5 separate regions of the Zea mays genome follow, and regions 1, 3, 4 and 5 are each linked to region 2. A link is a contact called in public Hi-C data. All regions are on one chromosome and are shown on one strand. Each heading gives the region's core, a stretch centred on a gene start, on an enhancer-like site or on the middle of the called end of the contact. The rest is flanking DNA. Distances are from core to core; before and after follow the strand shown. Region 1 holds the start of LOC103628801. Region 2 holds the start of LOC103627537. Region 3 holds the start of LOC100280611. Region 4 holds the start of LOC103627437 (phytosulfokine receptor 1). Region 5 holds the start of LOC100383574 (Nucleotide/sugar transporter family protein).

Evidence for each region. A called contact is a pair of places that touch in the nucleus more often than the background predicts.
Region 1: a contact with region 2 is called in a Hi-C map of leaf, with 6 times the contacts expected there. The contact joins the promoter of LOC103628801 here to the promoter of LOC103627537 in region 2. A contact is called at or near these places in 4 of 25 Hi-C or Micro-C datasets (bundle sheath, ear and leaf).
Region 3: a contact with region 2 is called in a Hi-C map of tassel, with 2.4 times the contacts expected there. The contact joins the promoter of LOC100280611 here to the promoter of LOC103627537 in region 2. A contact is called at or near these places in 2 of 25 Hi-C or Micro-C datasets (ear and tassel).
Region 4: a Hi-C map of leaf shows a contact between it and region 2, with 3 times the contacts expected there. The contact joins the promoter of LOC103627437 here to the promoter of LOC103627537 in region 2. A contact is called at or near these places in 10 of 25 Hi-C or Micro-C datasets (bundle sheath, ear, leaf and 2 more) and 1 of 3 datasets of contacts at active chromatin or transcription factors (leaf).
Region 5: a Hi-C map of ear shows a contact between it and region 2, with 2.2 times the contacts expected there. The contact joins the promoter of LOC100383574 here to the promoter of LOC103627537 in region 2. A contact is called at or near these places in 5 of 25 Hi-C or Micro-C datasets (bundle sheath, ear, endosperm and 2 more).

Annotation. Positions count from the first base shown.
Region 1 is chr5:190,909,536-190,914,271 of Zm-B73-REFERENCE-NAM-5.0, forward strand. It overlaps LOC103628801, which reads right to left and starts at 1,692. Exons shown (of 1, transcript XM_020538214.1): 1 at 284-1,692. The coding sequence starts at 1,651. The coding sequence ends at 284. LOC103627538 (a long non-coding RNA gene) reads left to right here and starts at 2,132. Exons shown (of 2, transcript XR_553689.4): 1 at 2,132-2,857; 2 at 4,033-4,353.
Region 2 is chr5:190,770,995-190,775,575 of Zm-B73-REFERENCE-NAM-5.0, forward strand. It overlaps LOC103627537, which reads right to left and starts at 1,812. Exons shown (of 1, transcript XM_008647826.4): 1 at 599-1,812. The coding sequence starts at 1,720. The coding sequence ends at 1,004.
Region 3 is chr5:191,010,088-191,015,006 of Zm-B73-REFERENCE-NAM-5.0, forward strand. It overlaps LOC100280611, which reads left to right and starts at 2,652. Exons shown (of 2, transcript NM_001153529.1): 1 at 2,652-2,860; 2 at 2,984-3,482. The coding sequence starts at 2,797. The coding sequence ends at 3,162. LOC100282320 (low-molecular-weight cysteine-rich protein LCR69) reads left to right here and starts at 4,732. Exons shown (of 2, transcript NM_001313845.1): 1 at 4,732-4,899. The coding sequence starts at 4,842.
Region 4 is chr5:190,991,237-190,995,596 of Zm-B73-REFERENCE-NAM-5.0, forward strand. LOC103627437 (phytosulfokine receptor 1) reads right to left here and starts at 2,748. Exons shown (of 1, transcript XM_008647734.3): 1 at 1-2,748. The coding sequence starts at 2,502.
Region 5 is chr5:190,638,876-190,643,091 of Zm-B73-REFERENCE-NAM-5.0, forward strand. It overlaps LOC100383574 (Nucleotide/sugar transporter family protein), which reads left to right and starts at 1,455. Exons shown (of 8, transcript NM_001176222.1): 1 at 1,455-1,598; 2 at 2,490-2,628; 3 at 2,816-3,000; 4 at 3,074-3,141; 5 at 3,728-3,860; 6 at 4,017-4,178. The coding sequence starts at 2,514.

The DNA of each region.
Region 1 (4,736 bases), core at 442-2,941, 140 kb after region 2:
TAGAAATAAACTAATTTCTCCCTCGATTCCCTTCAATCCCGAAGGGGCAAACTAGCCTAAGTGTGGAACCCTAAATTGATGGCTCCTATCACAAGAAAAGTTGGTGAAAATTTATTCGTTCTCTCTGAATCTGCAAGTAGCCATTATCGTTTTTACTGCTACACATCTTATTAGGAAGAAATGACCATTGTATTGTGTACAATTCTTTTATCATAATATCGATTACACCATTTTCGATAAAAAAATAACAAAACAAAGGTACTAAATAATAATACCTAAAAAGCTATATGTTGAATGCCTGATTCAGCTTCATAAGATTGGGTGTTATCCAAGTGGGACAGGGCCAGTTGGACCAAATTTGAGAGACAATTTCCTTCTTGACACTATTTTCCAAGTCCATGACTCCCATATCACGCATGCAATTTTTTAATAAAACAGTCAATTCTTTAAAATCGTCAGTGAAGTATGCATGATTTGACTTGAGTCCTGGATGTACTTGAGCACTAAGGCAAAGTGAATCGTTGTGGCCAAGAAATAAAACACTATCACACTGCAACCTGTTTATTTCCACCCGTTGCTTTGCTTCCAAGTCCATTTTATAAACTTGTATTTTTAAGGTTTCTGACAGGCATTTTCCAGGGACCCACGACGGAGCATTGGGTGGAACGTCAATAGTCCTCCAAACATGCAGCAAATCACCCCATGGAGCCTGAATAATGTACATGTTTTCACATACAGGATACTTCAGCTCGTCCATAATTATTGTCATTTTAACAGGGGATGCGGTAAAATCAAACGCATCAATTTTTCCAAAGTAATTCACTGTATACAAAAGACCATCCACATATGTGCAGTCTTTATATTCGCGACCTTGTCCAACCCAGGCCCACTTGTCATCTCCCGGTCGTGCAAACGAAAGCTGTGAATGTGGCTCATGAATAAGAACCACGATGTAGCTTCCAGTGGTGGATGGATCAGGAAACACAAATGCCTTGAAGTAGAGCTCATCGCGCAGATCGCCAAGATCAAACAGGTCGGGTGGTGTCTCATATGACAACTCATACATATGGATAGTACCTGATGCATCAAAGATGGGCTTCACATGCTCTATGGTAATCACAGAGGGAAGTGCAACTTGTTCTCCAGTTATGGGATTCACAAGATGCAGCTCAGACCTCTCATCTGCAGTAATCAACCAACCGTTGGAGGACCCGACCAGTAACCTACTACGGATGGGTGGCTCCGATAGAGTTAACTTGTAGGACCTATTTTCCTTGAGGCTGTATAGAAACCCTACGTTGCTACCGGTAGATTCACAAGTGTAGAACAGGCATGGTGTCTGGGGTTGCTTGTATTGCCTCAGGTCGAGCAGGCATTTGTAGGTAGCATGCCATGACGAGCAAACCGAGCCTGCTCAGATGAGGTCAGGGACCTCAAGTGTACCAAAGATGTCCATCAACACATTCTGTGGCAGCTCTGGCAATGCAGCAGCATCCAATTCCATCACACCTTCCTTTCGGAATTTCTTCAGCAAAATACCAGGAAGACCGAGCAGCTTAGGCAAGATTCTCGAGAGTAGTAGACTCCACAGCTGTTTTGGTTGCATAGTCACTGCACCACACAGCCTGCTAGCCTTGCTAAAGGTTGCCATTGGAGGAGCAGATCTACAAAATTCACTCTTGGAACGTGAACAGGAATAGTACTGACACAAAGATGCAAATATGGATGGAGGATAATACTTACCAAATCCACGTTCCTAATTCCAGGAAGCCAAGATCGTTCAAAAAGGTTCTGCAAACACCAAACAGAAAATTAGCATTCACCAACGAGGGTTCCTAGCTGATCGCAGAGGAGAGTATAGCAAATGGGATATATAGGGGAGTTTGGGACGCTGAGTTTCGGTCGTCCGTTCCTCTTTAAAGTTGGAGGCTCCTTTATTTTTTCAACGAACTAACAAGGGATAAAGCCTTCCTGATTTTCTCAACAACCAAGCAACTAACTCAATCAATCTAATAAATCGAGCAACTAGCTTAATCAATTCTGCCAAACTGACTAACCTTCAGCGGTTCAGCCCTATCCCAAGTCGAAATGGTATAATAGATTCTTAATCATAGCCACTGATTGACGGTCCAGTGACCCTCTCCCACCTCCACGAGACTGCCCTTAGCCCACAGCGGCGCCCACCGGTGAATTGCGACCCGCACTCTACGCGGTGATACAAACAATAGAGACGAACCTGTGCTCACCGTGAATCTTGTGGCGCCACGACCTTACCACGTCAATTAGCTGATTAGACGGCGGTCTCCAACTCCGGCCTACAATTCATCGTGCATCGGCCACCCTTCTCGCTCAACTACGCTCTGGGAACGTGCAGCACGTTACGAAGATCGCGCTACGATGGCGAGTTCTCCGATGCGATCCACTCGGTCCTTGGCAACACAACGACTAGCGGCTAGCTTATATAGGCCATGGAGGGCAGAGTCCGCATATGCCCCCTCCAGCCATCAGTAGCCACGGGCTATCCTGCGCCCACCACCTGCCCTACCCCTCCCCTCCCCTCCCCTCCCTCCTGCCTTCGTCCTGCCCGAGCTGCCCGGCGCCTCTGTCCTCCTCCGGGCTCCACAGGCCTTGCCAGGCATGGGGTTGGCCTTGTTGAAACCACCAGATTTGTGCCTCCTAGACCCCAGTTCCTCGGCAACAAGGTAACCTCCGTGCCCCTGCTCCCTTTCCTGACTGCTGGTGATGAGGATGATCCTATCCGGTGCCTCCTCTGTGAACGCCTACTCCTGGGCCCCTGCAACTAAGAGCCTCCGCCGGAGTCGCCGCGGAGAAGCTGCTGCTCGCCGTCGCAGCCGAGGTAAACATCCGTAACAAAAAAATCATTGCCAAGCCCCCCTCCCTCTTCATTCATTTTGTCGTTCTAGTCAGTTCTCTGATTCGACTGCTGTATATTATTTATCTTTAATTGGCTTTATTTATTTATTTATCCTACTGGCGCAAAGGCCTGCCTGCTTGCTTTGGGCCGTTCAGTGGGTGAGATATTGTTCTTTGTTTTGGACTCTTTTCGGATGCGGATATGTGTTGGTGGGTTCAGGGTGTGGGTTTTCTAGCTGGGGTCCGGGATTTCAGTTCCGCGGCGTCACAGCTGATTCGCGACCTGACGTCCCCGCGCTCTAAATCTTCACCCGAAAGGTGATACACCATGTAGGAACAGAGACAAACCTGTGCTCACCGCGACCTGACCACGTCAATTAGGGATCGGGCGGTGGTCTCCAACTCCGGCCCGTAATTTGTCACACACCGACCACCCTTCTCGCTCAGCTATGCTTCGAGAACGTGCAGCTACGAAGATCGCACTCCCCCACTTTTCGTGGACTAAGTGCCGATGAACAGCACCACCTCAATCTCAATTTATTTCCTTTGTTCCTTAGGCATTAATTTGTACGAGAGATTTCTTTTTCTGTGACAGTTTAGAGAGAATTGAGTTCCTGACCTTATGTTGTTTGGGCCATTCTGAAGCGATGGGAAATGCTAGATGTGAAGGCTCAATCAGGGATCTTGTTCCCTACCTATAACCTGAAACACAACATGCAATGAACAAACTTTATTTTTGAAAACAATTAAGTTACCATTTGCTGAGATGTGTCGTGATACTGAGATGAGATGTGTGTCGTGATGCTGAGATGAGATGTGTATTAGTGCTTAAAAGTGTCAGCTTTGATCTACTCTGATCTAAACTTGTTTCTTTAATACTTGTGTGCCTACGATAACAACTTTGTTTACCTCCTTTTTCTATTTAATTAAAATAACGGTCTACTTTAGGTCTTTGTCCTGCATATGAATTTGACTTGACCAAAACTCAGCATGTTCATGCTTATAATTAATTGTGCTTCTTACATATTTCAATTATCATGCTTATTTGTTATGTGTAAATTGAAGTTTTGTGTTCTTGGTCTAACTATTTTCTTATAGTCTTGAAAAATAACTCGTACCTTTCATAATGAAACTGTTGTTGATTGGTTGAATTTTCAGGTGGTAATATATGCTGGAAGCCTATTGCATAACTTCAACCATTGATTCCGTTGAAGCTAATGTCATGGAATAGAATTCTCACCACTTTGTTGTAGCAATACATAAATTTGATGAATGGATTCAACTAGTGTCATAGAATGATAGAATGGACCCGAAATCTATATTTTTTGTATTGTCACATTTTGTCTCGATGATCATGGTGTTTGTCTTAGTTCTACAAATGACTTGGGATCTTGATATTTTCCTTTTTTCACCTACTACTATGTTGCAATTTTGTTTACCAGTGCCACCATGCAAGTGCAGTATAGCAACAGTGTGCTAGTAGTATATCTCATTGTAATACGGTAGCAATGTCAACCCACGGTGCAGTCCACAAGCAGGACAAATTAGCCAAATAGGGGAGTTTGTAACACCCTAAATCTGCGGTATAAAATTTTTTCTCTAATATCTACCAAATTCAGGTGTTACTCCTTGTTTTACTCTCTATAGATTTCTTCTCTCTTCTTTTTATTAGAGTTGTGTCTAGAATTTGGGAGATGAATTATTTCTTTACTATATCAAAACATATGGGGGGCATGAAATGTTGCATCATGCTGAGCCTAGATTATTGTTTTGTTTGATGCACATGTTTGGAATGCATGAATTTGAATTTGTGGCATGTTTGAATTTGAATCCAAAAGAGAATACAAAAGGAAAAGGAATTA
Region 2 (4,581 bases), core at 562-3,061:
ACAAGACATGCATTTATTATATGGGGCGGACCGGAGAGTCTATCTAGTCTAGAACTACGACGACACGCCAGCAAGAGCAATGTTCCCTTGGTAAGCAAGAGCTGTTATTGGTGAGACTTTCTGGGCGGATCCGAGCGCACTGCCAATGGTTTCTTCGCAGACAGTTGGCGCCGGCAGGGATGAGAGAGAGAAGCAGCAGATTCCACCTCCTCCATCTTCTTGCAGCTGCCAACCTGGGCTCCCGACGACGAGGATGAGATCACCGATGATTGATGTCACTGCAGCAGCAGACTGTGCTGCATGCGGGAGGGACGACTAATGAAGACAAACGCACTTGAAGAGAAACTGATCAAACACAACCGCCTGACCACGTACGTAAATCTGCTGCGCCGCGACAAGGACAGGTCAGTTTCACGGCTGTCCACGGATAACGACACCGAATTGATCGATCGCATTGCGTGATCGGCCGATGACGCTCGCTCCACCGGCGGAAACGCAATGTCACTGCGAGGTGCGAGCTAGCTATAGCTCATACACCAGGCCACGTCACAACACCTGCTGCTAGTGTGCCGCATTCTGTTCAGAAACTCAAATGATATGTCCGCTACAAAATGCAACGGTAAACCATCAATGGTACAGACACAAACAACCTAGACCTAGAGACGAACCTCATCTCATCGATATGCCAAGGCTTTACCAAGGCGAGAAACAAAACAAACACCGCTAAATTAAATTAGCGCACAGCAAAAGGGGTGGACTAGCTAAAACGCTAGCTCTTGCAAAACAAAACAAAAAACTCACTCACTAAAAGACAACACCCATCAACTTCCTGCACCACTACCTGAAGCAACGATCAACTATTCCCGACTCAATTAAATTTCATCGAAACCTAAATTCCTCTGCCAAAGCTATAGCGAAGCACACGCCGGCTATAGGAGTGCAAAATGGCGTCCGCGGCCCCGACCAAGTCGCCGCCGTTGTCGTCGCCGCTGCCGCCGGTCAGTCAGTCCTGGAACCCGGTGGTCCGCTTCCACACCGCGTCCCGGACCTTGAGGGTCCTACCGACGACCCCGTTCACCGACAGCGACGCGGCGCGGCGCCGGCACGCGAGCTCGTGCGGGGGCACCAGCGCGTCCACGGAGCCGTCGTCGTCGGCGTCGTCCACCTCCCAGTCCCAGCCGTGGTGGTATCCCGCGGGCCGGTACTCGTCGCCCAGGATCTTGGACCAGTCCGGGATCTTCACCGGCAGGGACCCGTGCGCAGGAGCCGCCGGCTTCGTCGTCGCCTTCCCGGCCGCGGCCAGCACAAACGGGCGCGCCCGCGGCGGCGGCGCCTCGGCAGCAGGCGCAGCAGCGGCGCTCGGGGCGAACGCGCCCCAGATGTCCGACTCGTCGAAGTCCTCGCCCGTGCCCGCTAGGGGGCTCGTCGGCACCACGACGACGCCTCCTCCGTGCGGCGCCGGCGCGAAGTGGAGGTACGCGCGCTCCGTCGCCGCCGACCGCGTGGTCCTCGCCATTGCGCGTAGCGTGTGCTGCCTGCGTAGTACCACCACCGCCACGTCGGAGACGATGTGCGAGTCGGTCCACCGTCGACTTCGTGCGAGGAATGGTAGGACCAGATGGGATGGGAGAGGGGGAGAAAAAAAAAAGAAGCGCGCGATGTGGAGGGAGAACGAATGGGAGATGAGTGAGCGCGTGTGCCGGTGGTTTGGGCCGTGCATTTATACGCGCTGGAGGGCCGAGAGCGAAGAGCGGGGGGAATGGATAAGGCCGTTAATGCAATGACGGTTTCGCCCTCCGGACGACAACACGTTCGTATCGCTACGAGGTGGACGGAAATGGTGGAGGCCGGTGCACTTGCGCCCACTGCTCGCTGGGCCCTGGTGTCTATTTATGCTGAGCCAGGTCGGATGCGATCGGGTACTGAGGTGCTGCCACGTTGCTAGCTACCGGGAGCCGATGTTGATAATGTGCCGGGCCCAACGTTATTGTTTTGGATAGTGTGTGTATTATATATAAAGAGAGAGAGAATGATTGGAAACAGAACTACTTATCTGTGTGCCAACCTAAAAATAGCAGAGTCTGTAGACGAGTTGTCCTCTAATTCCTTCTGTTAACCGTGGCTGCTAATGTAAAATATTGCCACTTAAAGCAATCTACCCACACTGTCTGGGCATTATTATCCATTTATCCGATCCATCAGGCCGGTAAAATTACTCCGTGCTAGTACATACATGCTACAAAGCGGACTGGAAAAGGCTGCACCGAAATGCGGGTGCTCTTACGTGTGTGGTCGACCGTCTCGCTGTGAACGTGTGATGGACGCTTCGCCGGATGTGTAGTAATAAAATTAGGTGGCTAATGCTGAGGTACGGCGTCTGCGACGACCCCCAAGCCCAACGTGTCCCCAGGCCACCAGTCCATCACACGTACGCACGCCCGGCCGGATCGTTATCCGCTAGCTGCAACCTGCATGGGTGCCGTCGCTTTCGGCCGGAGCCCGGAGGGAGGGAAGGCAGTGGGATGCGCCGGAGCCGGTGGACCCGGTCAGCAGGCGGACGTGGGCGCGCCTGCTCGATCGTGGGCGCAACGCATCCGGATTGGCTTGCTGGGGCCGTGCGTGACAGCGCCCGTATGCATGCATGTCGTCGATGATGCGCTTTGTTAGCGGAGACGCCGGAGAGATGAGGCCGGACCGCCGGACACGGTGCCACAGCGCGGATCGGAGCTCGGAGGGCCGGTCTCGGGCATGCTGCTTGGCGGTGCCGCAGTGCCGACGAGCCGTGCTCTGCTGCGCCTGCGTGTCGAAGAAATCCGGTGGGGTGAACCCACGTCCACGTGCACGGCAGCGCTGGAGAGTGACAGCACCGACGTGCACGTACTGTGGGGTGCATGCATGGAGCGCGGACTGCGCGGTACGAGTACGACACGGTGGATCGCCGTGGACAAGACGAGGGCCAGGGCTCGTCAGTTCATGTCGGGTAGGTTTTTGAGCCGCCAGCCCAAATCTGTTCACAGCTTTCTGGGCTCCACATGACAGACGAATAGCCTGAAAAAATGCGGGAGAGAGATGCAGCCAGGGCCGGGCCAGCAGAATGGGCTGTTTGGTGGGCTATGTGTTGGTCAAGCGGGCCTGCTAAGTCTCTGCTATCTGTACTAATGTACTAGTATGATTTTTGTCACTGTTCAACTCTTATGAGAATCACATTGTAAAGCTGATGAAATCACATAAGAAACTACTTTTGACCTGAATAGGGGAACCACCTGTTGAGGTCAAAAGTAGTTTCCAATATGATTTCATCAGCTTTAGGCCTAGCTTGACAACTTAAATCCCCTCCGGAATTCCTTGGGGTTGAGGGGAAAATTAAGAATCCTGGACGGATTTAAGTTTCCAAACTAACCCTCGTAGTTTGAAAACCAAATAAATACCTGTAAAGTCTTTAAAAACATGAAAAAAAATATCTAAGCCTCTAAAAGTTCTAAGAAAATTCTTGGAGATAATTTGGACATAACAAACCCAAATAAAAGTATTTAGAGCTTGCTAAACTTCCAAATTATTTTATCTCTGGCAAAGTTGAAAAATATTTAAAAATCCCAAGACATTGTAATTATATTTTATGTATTAATGTTTTCAAAAATACTTACACGGCAAAAATATGAGACACAAACAACAACAATGCAATATACATTTAATAATGCAGAATTCATTCATGTTGGTTGTAGACTTGTATCTCATGTTTTTTATCGTCTAAAATTCTGTTTCATCTCATGTTTTATTGTATAAAGTTTTCGAAACATGTTTATGCATTGATCAGAAATTTTCATATCTTTAGATATCCTTTCGTTTTTTATGACTAAATCTATTTTTTTGGAAAGGAAATGCTTCACGCACGACCCACTCCTACAACTGTCTTCTATATTCTTTGAAGTGCTCTGAATATTTTATTCAGGTCTATCTTGTCCTAAAATATATCTAGGATTTCTAAATTCCTAGAACTTATAATTTTAGATTTAAAATAATATAAATTATTTATAATATATCTAAGTACAAATGAATGAAACAATCTTGAAACCACATTTAACTGGAATATAGAGCCAATTTAAATGATTTTAAAAAGTTTGTTAGGAGGTAATAAATTAGACATTAGTGTCTAGTTTTAAAGTCCGGAGAGGAAAGATCTGATTACAGATTGCAAAGATAAAAGGGGTTATTACTTTTGCAAACTGTAGGAGTGCTAGAGTAGTATGCCTTATGTTGTACGGGCCGGGCTGGGCTGTCGGATCTGTTAGCATATGTGCAGCGCAGATCTTACTTCTTACATCTGGCCTCTGAATTTTCTTTCTGAATTCGTGTCGCAACTATTCGAACCATAGGATCTTAACTGCCACACAACTCGGCCCGTGAAGCTGAGACAGTCTTATTAGATTGGTTTGCTGGATATATCTAAATAGGAGATATCGGTACTCCAGAGGTTTGGTTCACGAATAAGCTGTGGGTATCCCTGATAGAAGGATATTCCCTTAAACGTTGGAGGTGCCACCAAAAAAATGTCTGACAAGCTTATCCATGTTTTCTAACCTG
Region 3 (4,919 bases), core at 1,402-3,901, 240 kb after region 2:
ACCTACTTAAAGAGCTAAAGTGCAGTCCAACATGGCAGCTTGTGGACAATATATAATCTACTGGCCAAAATACACACACGAGTGCTGCATGCACCGTTTCTTCAGTGGTGGCGGTAACTAGCTGGTAAAGAGGCCGGCGCCACTAACTAGCTACAACTACGACTTGAGTGATGCTGCAACTGTGACAGATCGAGAGCTGCATTTAGCGAAACGAAAGGGTCGGTGTAGTGGGGGTGGCATGCATGTCTGCCGCCCGATATTTACCCAGCTACTTGTCCCGGCCGCTAGCTGCCTAGCAGAATCGATTGGTCGGTTCGCACAGTCCGAATGGCACTAGTATTGCTGTCACGTCAAACATCGATCGTCGACCTACGCATCATTCAGTAACGAAAACACGTAGATATAATTGGAAAAAATATTTTATTTAATATTAGAGATACATGTAGATATAGGGCTATTAAAATAGTTAATTTAATAAACGAAAACATGAAGAAAAAAATTGGGATGATTTGGTTTGGGCTCTTGGCCTTCTGTCGCGTACCATTTATATCGGCCCAGTACAAGTGCTTTACCAACTCAAGAATCGGGCCACGAGAGTCGATAGGCTTTCTAGTATCTTGTGCTCCTTGGTCCAATAATATAAGACTGTAATCACTTTTTATTATTGTACCATAATACATCTTGTTCTATCTATACATACATCTATACATACGTACATCACATCGATGCAGTAATATAAAGAGAATTAAATATATTTCTTAGTCTTTGACCATATATGGTTACGCATTATATATTGGAGGGAGTAATTAAGGGGGTATTTCGATTCAATAAACTATTTTTATCCTGTCACATCATATGTTTAGATGATAGTTAAAAGTATTAAATTAGTTTAGCGATTACACAATATTTAATACTCATAATTGTATACGAACTAAACTTTAGTTAGGGAAACCAAACACGCCCTAACCATATAATATTCTTCGCTGCCTCTTGTCTTCTCCGAGGGCCCAGTACGTATACTTCACCACCTACTCTAGAAGGTGTCTAGTTTCCCTGACTAAAATTTAGTTTGTGTCATATCAAATGTTTGAATATTAATTTTAAGTATTAAATACAAACTTAATTAGGTTTAATAAATTTGTCTCATCTTTTAGCCTTCACGTATATAATACCTGTAATTAGCATTCAGACATTCGATATGATAGAGACTAAATTTTATAGAAGTTAGTTGGAACCAAACCCCCCTTTAATCTCTTGTCTTCTCAGCAGGAGGCATGCCGCATGCATAGCAGTACATCTCATTTCATACATTTTTGGGCTGGTTTGACGGAGCTCTCCTTACTTTTTTACTGTATATAGAAGCTAGTTCTTTTGAGAGGTTTTTTTAGCTAAAATGTTTTTTGTAATTCTCTAGAATTAACTCTATGCGCAAAGTGGCTGCATAGAGTGAATCAAGAAATAAAAACTATTTTGTAGCACCTGGTCTTGTAATTTATTCCAAAGACCCACTCCACACAATCAACATAGAAGTACCTCACTGTAAGAAACTATTTAACAGAGGGGTTTTTTTAACAATGGAAAGGAGTTCCAGCTTCGCGCTTCCTCATTAGATAAGAATTAGTCCACTGTCCACAATTATTACAAATGCAACAAAAAAAAGTTCTAGATTATTGGCCATTCCAAAACACATAAGGCCATCCATGTGATGCGATGAACATTATTCCTCCCGTCTCTATAAGCCAACGTGCTTATATGATGTGCTCCTTGCAGTCATCGAAGCGCTTGTGCAACTGGGTTATATCCTCCTGAAAGAACATACAAAAAAAAGTTTTCGGATAATAGTTATTAAGAACTAAATCATTCCTTCTGAACTAAATCAATAACTCTAGATTGGGCGGGAGCTGACGCCTCCAGCGCACGATCCAGCCGGGCCCGAAACAAGGAAGTTGGATTTCGTTTCTTGAACGACCTGACTGATAGGTGCTTTGAGCACTGTGCGGGCCGGGCTGCGGTGGAAGTCCGGGAAAACAAAGGCGTTGTTGCAGGCCGTGGGTGTGGCCGCACCACTTGTCAGGCAATCAAACAGGCCCAGGTGGCCCAAAGATCGTTGGAAATGGTCACTGCACATGCACAGAGCTCTGAGTTTCTGTCCCCGATGCGCGCGCACATCTGCTTGCCGACGGATCCGATCAGATCACTGAATGATGCATGCATGAATGCATCCACCCACAAAGAGCCAAGAAATGCGTGGCAGGAGCCACGCAAGCCGTGCAGAGCGTTACGCAGGCAGGACCGTAGGGGAGCCGCATGCTGCAACCAGAACCGAGGCCCCATTTCTGAGCGGCAGCACGCAGGCAGGCAGCGGCGTGCATTGCATGGTGTGCCTGTCTGTCCTGCTAGCTAACAACGGCTAGAATCCAGCGGGCGAATTCTGAAAAATCCGGCCCGTGAAAAAAGTCACAGGACTCTACTGTATGTCGCATGGAACGATTGCACAGCCCTGCTTAGCAGTAATCTCGAACCGTCGAACGCGTTGAGGAATCAGTTTAGTTCTCGCTAATCAGCCACCCGACCCGGGCATTAAACATCAGCTAACCCTTGGGCTCAATACCAGCGCTCTATATAAACCGTGGCTCTGGTTCCCATCCATTGCATCCCCCTTTCTGCTCCTGTGCTGCGTCCACCAGCCTCGTCGTTAGGACGTAAGGTAAGACACCCAGGGGCGAGCCAGTGAGTACAGAGAGTAGCCTTACGTAGCGAAGCTCAGAGCAAGCGAGGGTACGGTCAAGGGGGGTGATGGCGCTGTCTCGACGCATGGCGGCTCCCGTCCTCGTCCTCATGCTCCTCCTCGTCGCCACAGGTGCCCGACTCAACTCCTCGTTGCTCGTCAGTGCTGCTTGAGTGACCCTTCAAAGTAAAGTTCACAGTAATGCGACGCGCTTGGTGTTGTAATGCTTAATTTGAGTGTGGCCGGCCGGTGCAGAGCTGGGGACGACCAAGGTGGCGGAGGCGAGGCACTGCCTGTCGCAGAGCCACCGGTTCAAGGGCCTGTGCATGAGCAGCAACAACTGCGCCAACGTGTGCCAGACCGAGAACTTCCCCGGCGGCGAGTGTAAGGCGGAGGGCGCCACGCGCAAGTGCTTCTGCAAGAAGATATGCTAGTAGTAGCCTCGGCTTTGCTGGCACAAGCAGGTCGTCGGCACGCAACGCAATTCAAGCATCATATCGGTCCTCCTCCCGCGTTGCTGTCTACTCGACCCCGTTTTCTCTTTCGATCGATTTCGTTGTTTCCTGTTGCTCTCTTCTTTTCCCGCGAATAATATGCTCCATGGGATCTCACTGTTGTACTTTCTGCATCCGTTGGTAGTCAGGACGATCCTTCTTCCCGCTGTCACGTGTGATTCAAAATGGATGTACTAATGCAACTGTTCGTTCTTCCAAATCTGCTTTGGTGCTAGCTAGCTAGGGAACTTGATGACCAAGCTTCTTGTGTTTGTGAGTGCACAGAGTTCTACACACCGTGACCCGTGAGGTGTACGTGAGTCTCTCTGTGCCGCGCGACTGCCAGCTAGCTGCATAGATAATATCTTTGGATCATCAGGAAAACTGTGATCTATCGGCCCAAGCAAACAGGATGAATTTTTCTTTCAACAGGATGAGCTCTGACTTGGAGCTAGACTCTGATTTTAACAACGCTGGCACCTCCCGGTTGCTAAGTTTTTTTTTTTTTATGTTGGTTTGTGATCCACGACTGCATTTGGACACAAGATCGACTTGCTCGTCATCGACTGACGAACCAACAGCTCTGCCCGCTTTGCCGGACACCAAATGGAAACTGTCCACAACTCCGCATTCTTGCGCACTGCACATATTCGGAGATTGGCACAGCATGAACAAAAGTCTCTCTTTTTGGCCGATTTTAGTAACTTTGTAATTTGTAAATACCCTACCAGCATTTTTCCATGAAAAAATCATCGTCCATCAAGATGACGGCAGGTTTAGTACACGTTTGGATCACATGTGTTAAAAGCATGCATGGCGCTAAATTAAAGTTTAGCACTCTCAAATAGAGAACCAAAATTTAGCATTTGGATAGTGTTTCTATACCATTATATAATCCACCAGTTTAAACTTTACAAAATTCACTCAATCTAATTACCTCGACATTTATAATCTCCACTAAATCCATCAAATAAATTACATCTAGACTTAATACACTATCAAAACTAACAGTTCAAATCACCCCTCCATTTGACACCGTCGCCGCCAACCTCCTCACTCCTCACGCCTTCGCCGTCGTCAACCCTTCTCCGAGACCGTAGCATTCGTACGGGCTACATGTTAGTAGATATAAGTGCTAAAGTTTAGCATATTATATAGAAAGACATCCCTACCTCTAATTAATACGAGATGGAGAGAGAGGGAGTGGGGTGAGGGGGCGATGCTGTCTTTTTTCTCAGCATAGACTATTTTTAGCTCACGTTACCGCACCATGAAGAAGCTAAAGTTAGCAGCTCACTTTATCAACTTATTTGGATCTCCAAGTGATAAAGTTTAGCTAAAAATGCATCACTAAACTTAAGCGTCATGGATCTAAACATGCTTCGTCCCTGATTGAAGAGAGATATGACCCTCACGTTTGCCACTTCCAAAATTAAGCATTGACTAATCTAAGCTCGACGGTCGACGCCAACTGTTCATATAAATTAAACTGTCCTCCTGTGTTCCAATGTATCCGCGAGGATCCCCCCACACCTTGCGACCTGCGTTGTCACCCACCCATCAAGGTTGGGGCCGCCAGCAGGTTCAGCCGTTCCTGTTCTTGATAAAACGAGAGAAGGATGGCGGCAGTGTCTCAGGGAGCTGTCCTATTCTTGTTTCTCCTCCTCGTCGCAGCAGGTGATTAGCTGGTGCCCTAT
Region 4 (4,360 bases), core at 1,498-3,997, 220 kb after region 2:
AATCCTGCAGTAACCTTGCAGAAGCACAAGATTAGGATGCTGAGCTTTTGATAGGGTCTCCACCTCTGCTTTGAACTCCCGTTCCATCTGACCAAAATCGCCTGATAGTCGTTTGATAGCGATTGCTGCTCCATCTTGCAATGTTGCCTTGTACACTATACCAAAGCCACCACAACCGATGATGTTAGCCTGATCAAAGTTGTTTGTCGATTTCAAGATGTCAGCAATGGTCAATGCCTTATCAGCCTTGTTCTGAAACAGCAGTACAAGTGAGGCTGGTGCCAACTCAAGGGCTCGATCAGTATCTGCGACAGCCTTTACAGTATGATCCTGCCTTCTGAAGTTACTCTTCAGCACAAATACAGCAGCAATGGACAAAACAAACGCTGCCCCAACTGCAACACCCATAGCTATTCCAAATATGATGCCCTTGTTCTTTCTCTTATTTGTTGCAGCAATTGCAGGAGCAGGAGTTGGATGGCACCGGGGTAGGCCTAGGCGAATGCCACAGAGTTTAGGGTTACCCTCATAAGCCGAACTACTGAATGTCAAGAATTGACCTGCTGATGGAATGGTACCATTCAGATTGTTGTATGCCACACTGAAGCTCGATAGAAAATTCAGCTTCGTTAATGAAGATGGGATGCCTCCGGTAAGATTGTTATGTGACAAATCCAAGGATTCCAGGCTTGACATCTCTGATAGATCATCAGGAATGATGCCAGAAATATTGTTGTTGCTGAGGTCCAATACGTGTAGGTTCTTGAGGATCCCAAAGCCTGATAATATGGGGCCAGTGAGCCTGTTATGGCTGAGAACTAGGGAGGGCGGGAAGCTGCTAACCTGGTTGTACTGCAACCCTTTGCCTGTCTTGTTTCTTTTGATGAAGAAAGGGAAATAATCAGTCTCTGTAGATTCCTGTGAGACCTTTCTTGTTACAAGGGCCTTCATGCTAGACAAGCTTTCTGGAATTCCTCCACTAAGTGAATTGTTGGATAGATCCAAATAGAACAGAAACTCAAGATCACCAATCCATGGAGGAATATTCCCGACCAACTGATTCCATGACAGATCCAACACCTTCAGTTGTGTAAAATTAGCTAGCCATGGTGGTACTGATCCTGAAAGATGGCTATTTGCAATGACAAACACTTGGATGTTGTGAAAACCATGTATCCCAGTCATCGGCAAGGCCTTCTCATCACGGAAGTTCTTTGTGAGCACAAGGCTTGTTAGACTTGAACAGTTCTGAAGGACAGATAATGCTGAAGGGACATCTGTGAAGCTATTGTTTGAAAGTGAGAGGTAGGTTAGCGACTGAAGCTTCCTGAAACCATCAGGGATATCACCGCTGAGGTTGTTTGTGGCAAGGTTCAGGCTTCTCAGATTACGACAATCTGACAAACTATCAATTGTGCCAATGAACTTATTTGTGCCAAGGTCGAGCGAGCTAAGCTGTGTCATTGCCGAGCAGTTGAGGTTGACCTCTCCATTCAACGAATTGTTCCTCAGGTACAGCATCTTCAGTGAGGGTGAACGGCACAGTGAGGGAGGCAATGGGCCCCCAAAGAGGTTGGACTGTGCAGAGAAGAACTCCAACTTGCGGAGGCTACCAAAAACATTTGGAAGGTGCCCAAAGAATGAATTGAAAGATATGTCCAATCTCTCAAGGCTGGACAGGTTACTGAACCTTGGGCTCATCCCCCAAGTTAGTTGATTCTCTTGCAGAGACAGGACCTTCAGAGATGGCAGCCTGAATAGGTCATCTGGCAATCTCCCGGAGATGCTGTTGAGTTCGACATGTAGCTCCTCGAGCTTTGTGCAGTTCCCAAAGCCTGCTGGGAAGTCCCCAGTAAAGAGATTGGATGTGAATCGCAGCACGCTGATCTCACCAGACGACCCACAGATGCTAGTATTGATCTGCCCGCTGAAGGAGTTGTACCCTGCATCGAACGCGGTGAGGCGCTCTGAGCCACGGAACGTGGGGTGGGAGCCACTGAAGTTGTTGTAGGATATATTGAAGAGCTCGATCAATGGGAGAGACATGTTGTCCAGGAGTGTGCCAGCAAGCTCGTTGTCGCTGAGGTCGAGTCGCTGCAGCCTCTGGAGCTGGAGCACAGGCGCGGGGACGGCACCGTGGAAGTTGTTGTCGGAGAGGTTGAGCCACTGCAGCTGGTCCAGTTGCGCGAGCGAGAGCGGCAGCTCGCCCCGCAGCCTCCTGCCATGGAGGTCCAACCGGACGACCCTCCCGCTGCCGTCGCACCTGACACCGGGCCATGCACAGCAGCTGGTCGCATTTGGGTGCTCCCAGCCAGCGACGCTGCCACCGTCGAGAGCTTCAGAGAAGCCCTCCAGGGCTTTAAGGTCACCCGGGTCACAGGAGATGGTGGTCTTCTTCAGGGAGTCGACTGGAGACAGCAGCAGCAGGACCAAGACAGCAGACAAGCACAGAAAGGAACGACGTGGCCATGTGGCGGTGCCTCGCATCAAGAAATGCTCCATATAAGCAAGGACGAAGTACAGTGATGAGGTTGGGCGGGGATTCTCAGGACCTAGGCCATACGGAGCGTAAAGCTGGTCTCGCCTGAGCGCTTGCACCGGTAGCAACAATGGTGGAGAGGGGAGAAGGGAAGTGAGGTGGGAGGGAGGGAGACGATGGGAGTGGACAGTAGTGTTGTCAGGAGGGGGCGGGGCGGCGCGGCGTGGGTCGGTTTTGACTTGTGATTGTGCAGGCACTCAGCCGTGGGTGGCCCGAGTTTTCTTTGTCGAATTGATTGTCTTTTTCAACTTGCTGAAAGAATCCATGGTCGGACGTCTTTTGACCTCTGTTCAAAATTGGCCTAACCGTCGTTCTCAAGCCTCCCTTTCTCTCCATTTGGCTTCCATGAAACGCATGAGTATTATAACTCTCAAGAAAGCAGACCATTCTGAGGATAGAACCTGCATACCGAATAGTAGATATTAATGAATATTGTCCCAGCCGGATCAGTGCTACCTTTGTGCCCATATTATCAGAAATAAAATATAACCGTGCTTATGGAAGATAATGTTTGCGAAACAAACTATTACACTTTTTTTAGTTTTGGAATCGTTTAAGCTGTACGTGTCGATTCATGCACTAAGTACTAGGTCCCTTACATTAAAGAAATTTAAGTACTTGTCCTGGGCACGCTGACCCGTAGGGACTCCACATTCCGCTGTCGCTGGGGGTTGGGGTTGGGGTGGGGGATGGCGATGGAAGATTAGCAGCGAAGTCAACCGCTAGCGGCAGGTGGCACGTGTGCCGCCGCCGCTTTCGGCCGCGCCAACGCCCCGCGCGCCAGGGCGCGTGCCAATGCCATGCATGCCTTGCACACACCGCGCGTCAGCGGGGCGAAGGACCGGTGGATTGCTGGCTTGCTGCGTCTGGTGACCGGTGGTGGCTGCGTCGGGGATGTGACGGTCCAATTGGCGGGTATGCTGGATCTGTTGACTATTGGTGGCGGGAACTGCATAGCCGGCTTCGGCTGGCTCACTTTTTTTTTCCATCTGCTTCGGTTTGATGTCGTCTTCAAGCTGTGCTATGCCTATCAGGCTACAGGGAAAACCAATACGGCGCCATACACCTCAGACACACACTATTATTACAGGGAGAATGAAAGAGACGGGATTTTGATTGATACACCGAAAGATCGTTTTTCTTCTTCTTTTGCGGGGGTGGGATTTAAATAAAGGCAGGAAATCATGTGATTCTATTGAATTCAGTGTTGAACGTCTTGGCGCCACGGGTACTGTACTAGATCACATCCGATGTCGGTAACAGATTCATTAGGCCCCACTTCGGCAGGACTTTTGTTTGTGTCTTCTTCACCAGCTTAATAAAGATCCTACCAAACGAGCGTTTAATAAAGAGAACGGCTTTTGAAGCCAAAACCAAGAACAGAATAATGAAGTGAAACCTTTTTTTTTCTGTGTGCAAGAAACCCAAACCACTAAACACATGGATTCTTTTGGTTTCACCGTTTTTTGAGAAGCTAAAGATCTATCAAACAGACACTTTTTTTATTTCGAGATAATGCTATTTTAAATTGTTTGTTCAGTTAACCTTGTTGGATTGCCTCATTTCATTGGAAAACGTAGGTCTGCTGCTATGTTATACGAGAAAATTGAGTCTGTTCTACAACCATTGACGAGCCTATTTTTCAATCCTTAACAACAGAACCATTCAGCTTTCAACACTTAGATATAAGCCACATTTTAGTATTTACTGAAATTTAGAGAGTGGATTTGGGTGACGTGGCGTTGCCGCAACTCTCAGTGGCTTCTCTGTTTTTTATTTATTTACCATTGGCTTTCAAATTTTAGGAAGCAGCTAGGTGGC
Region 5 (4,216 bases), core at 205-2,704, 130 kb before region 2:
GCCTCATGGTCATCAGCTCTCGCAGTCCAAAAAGAAAAAACTGAGGTAACAAATAGGAGTATATTGTATGTCCAAAGTAAATAAGAAAAAAGAGAAATGGCCTGTAATTTTCATCGCATGTAGCACCTACACCCTACTGCCCCGGAAGGTAGCGTATGAGAGGATACCCCAATTCAGAAAAGTCGGGCCTTTTTTCTGTTACTATCTATAGCCAACTGATCACCACCATAAAGGTTTAACTGGTCACCTTTTTTAAGGACAAGTTTTGTATCCATTTATCGCTCGCGCGCGGGTGTATGATTAAGGGTGCACTTGAAAAATACCTTGATTAAACTCTTGATGAAAAGACCTTGATTAGTGTGTGTACCGCAAAGTTCTGCTGCGGCGTCAGTGAAGATCGAACGTCGTCTTCACGAGGACTTTTTTATTAAAGCTGGAATATTGTAGGGCGATTGGTGGCGACACCGAACGCTGCTTGCTTGCTTGCTTAGTCGTAGCAGCAACACATTGATTAGTACCACTGGTCGTCGTACGCAAATTAGTTGCAAAGTGCTGACACCGGACAATAATGGACCTCGGCCAACATCTTTCTCGCTCGGTCCTAGTCTTCTTTTCTTTTTTTCCTTTTTTTTTCCAGGACGAAACTAAAATGTGCGAGGGGAAAGTTGCAGTGAAAGATCGATCGGTCCCTTTGGACGCTGGCAGAATGGTCCAGCCGAGTCGTCGGTAGCGGCCTGCCGCAACGCCGTCCGACCCAACCGTCGCCGGCCGGCTGATGCGTGGGTCCGCGCCTGGCAGCAGCGGCGGCGGGATGCTGAGGAGCCACTCACGTCATCGGTATCCACGTTTTGGCACTGTAGGTATGAAATACTCCCTCCCACAATATAAGCCATAATCACTTTTCGCACTTATCCTACAATATAATACGTGCTCTCTTTATATAAATGTACATCGATACAGTGATAATAGAGAGAATTAAATGTATTTCTTGGTCTTTAAATTAGAGGTTATGTTTTATATAATAGGACAGAATGATTATGCTCTAAACTTTACGCGACTGTATGCATCGTTATTAATTAATTCTTAGATTAGATGTGCGTAATAATTTAGCACTGAAATTACTAGTAGATTGTGCTACAGCAACAGGCCTCGAATTGTGATGTGGACTCGGGCAACAAACATCAGTCTCGAGAAAATTTACCTGGTTCGGTGACCGTCTCTTTCCTTGTCGGTGATGCGGACTCGATGAGTCGACCACGTCCGGGACCGGAAGGGAGCTGCTGCCTGCACCGCCGTCAAAGCACGGACGGACGGAGCAGACTGCACCACCAAACACCTCCCCTCCCCTCCCAGGCTCCCACCCCCCGGGCCCCGACCTACACACACAGGTGGTGCCGGGGCCGGGCATAAAAATGCCTCTGCCTTGCGTCTCTCTCTTCTTCCTCCCCACCCCACGAGGCGCTAGCTGCGGCACGGAACCAGCGCCATTAGAGGCCACAAGCCCGCACCACGCCTCCCTCGTTCTCGCGCGCGCGCACGCATGCACGAGGAGCTGCTGCAGAGAAGAGGAGGCCTGTCGATTTGATTGAACTTTCCAAGTGAGTACTCTGCACTCTTTCCAGTGTCGTCTCAGGTTGTTCTTGAGTTCTGAACCGGGTTTCTGACGGGTTTTGTTTTCGAGCTCGAGTTCCGCGACACTGCTCTAACATGTGTTGGAGGATTTTGGCCTTGGTCCCGTGCGCGTGCGTTTCGCTGCACGTAGTCAACGGACCAAAGTGGTCAGGTTTTATCATCAAGCTTTGCGTAGGGTTTTCTCTTTTCTACGCTCTCTGTTTCACCATCCAATATTTATGTTCATATTTTTTTTAAAAAAAAACAGCACAGAACGATCTAGTTCTTCTTCTGGTCATCTGTTTATTACGGTATCCTGCTCAAATAAATTTGTTTCCGGTATATGAATTTAGACCAAAAGCTCCACCTGATTGATACACAGGGCTAAGCGTGGTCATTTCTTATATCAACCATTCGCTTTAAGCGCTTTACTTTAACCATTTTTTTTACTTTAACAAAAAAAAGATCATTAAATAGCGTGTATGCAAACGTGATCAATCATTTCGCAACACAGGTAGGATTCCGTTGGATCATATTGTACCACCTCGGGCCAGAGCGAACCCACCGGTCTGTACGTCCTCGTTCCTGGCTCGCGTGCTACGATACTCAAAGTAGATCAGAGATGCGCAGTTGTTGTACGCTTGGATGCCCCAAATGCCATGCTTTTTTTTCCAAGTCGTACATGACCGTCTGCTGTGCCGGACGGCGGAACAGCAGGCACCCCAGAGATGCGCAGTTGTTGTACGCTTCGTCGCACGCCGTTTGGCAGTAGCCTGCTAGTTTGGGATGCGTCACCACGGCCCAAGACATCATTGTGTCTTACCTGCTGTTACTAAACGCCAACGTTTTTTTTTATGTATATATTCCTGGTCCTGCAGATTCAGATTCAGAAGCTGGCCAAGATGACTGCCGGTTTCCAGCTCGGCGTGATCGGGTCTCTCACGCTCTCCGTCGCGTCGTCGGTTGCCATTGTCATCTGCAACAAAGCCCTCATCAGCACCCTAGGCTTTCCATTCGGTAAGGACAGGACAGCCCTCATCGACGGTTGCCGTCCACAGATATGAACAGAACAACAGATCATGTGTTTTTTTCCCCCCGGGCTTATCCATGAACCACAGCGCGCTTTGCAGAGTCACGTGCGTTCAGCCCAATACTTGCCGGAGTATCGTATGTAAATGTAAATGTGTGCCTATGATCAATGCAGCTACGACTCTGACAAGCTGGCACCTGATGGTGACCTTCTGCACCCTCCACGTGGCGCAGCGCCTGCGCTTTTTCGAGCCCAAGGCGATCGACGGGCAGACGGTAGTTCTGTTTGGCTTGCTCAACGGGACCTCGATTGGCCTTCTGAACCTTAGTTTAGGGTTCAACTCCATCGGATTCTACCAGGCCAGTCCTCTTCTCTTTCTTCTTCTTTTTCTCTTGATTGAATATGAAGGCTCAAATTCAGTATGTTCTGCAGATGACGAAGTTGGCCATAATACCCTTCACGGTGCTGTTGGAGACTATATTCCTGAAGAAAAGATTCAGGTTAGTTTGAGGGGGGGAAACATGAGTTGGTGCTTCCTGCATACTAGATGTACTGATTGTACTCTGTTCAGACCATAACAGTGGTAAAATTAAGCACTGGGCAATACAACATTCTACATTTATCGTACAAGAAGGGTTTATTGCCGCTATAGCAAGGGCTCCTACATGGATCTCCTTGTTATCTCTTGTCACCAAACCAGCTCTTAGGGCTAATTTGGGAGCCACAAAACCGGAGGGGATTGGAGGGGCTAGAATTTTCTTTTTATTCAAATTTAAATAAGAACGGGATTCTAAAAAGAAGGGATTCTAGCTCCTCAATCCTCTCCGGTTTTGTGGTTTCCAAACTAGCCCTTAGGGTGATTAGATTTCCACCCCTTAAAAACTATTCTGATAAAAATAAGGCCCACAAGATCAAATGAGATAGCAAAATGTCTAGCCAAGCTAGAACACTGGAAACATTAAAGTAAGCTTAACTTCGTTTGTTTCATTTTTTTACCGGTCCTAGACAATATCATTTTGTTTCAGGAAACTAGGCCGGTCCCTTCCATTTACCGCTATGATAAATATGTCTTGTTGCAATATGCAGTGAGACGATCAAGTTTTCTCTGCTGGTCTTGCTGCTCGGAGTTGGCATCGCCTCAGTTACGGACCTCAAGTTAAACTGCCTCGGGTCCGTTCTTTCCGGCCTCGCCATCGCCACCACTTGTGTCGGCCAAATTGTATCCTCCTGCATTTGAATATCTCTATGCTCATCGTTCAGGGTGCGCGCGCATTCTGCACGCCTCATCGTCATGCGCATTAGTTGCCAAAAAATGATCTGCGTACGTACGATCGCTATGGCCTATGGTGTATCTCCTTAACCTGTTGAATGAAAGCTCACGAATACGATACAGAGGAAGCTGAAGGTCTCGTCAACGCAGCTCCTGTACCAGTCAGCGCCTTACCAAGCAGCCATTCTGTTCGCCACTGGCCCCTTCGTGGACCATCTCCTCACCGGCCGCAGCGTCTTCGCCCATAGATACACTTTCCCGGTTGTGGTAAGCTCCGTCACACATTCTCTGCAACGGTTTTGACA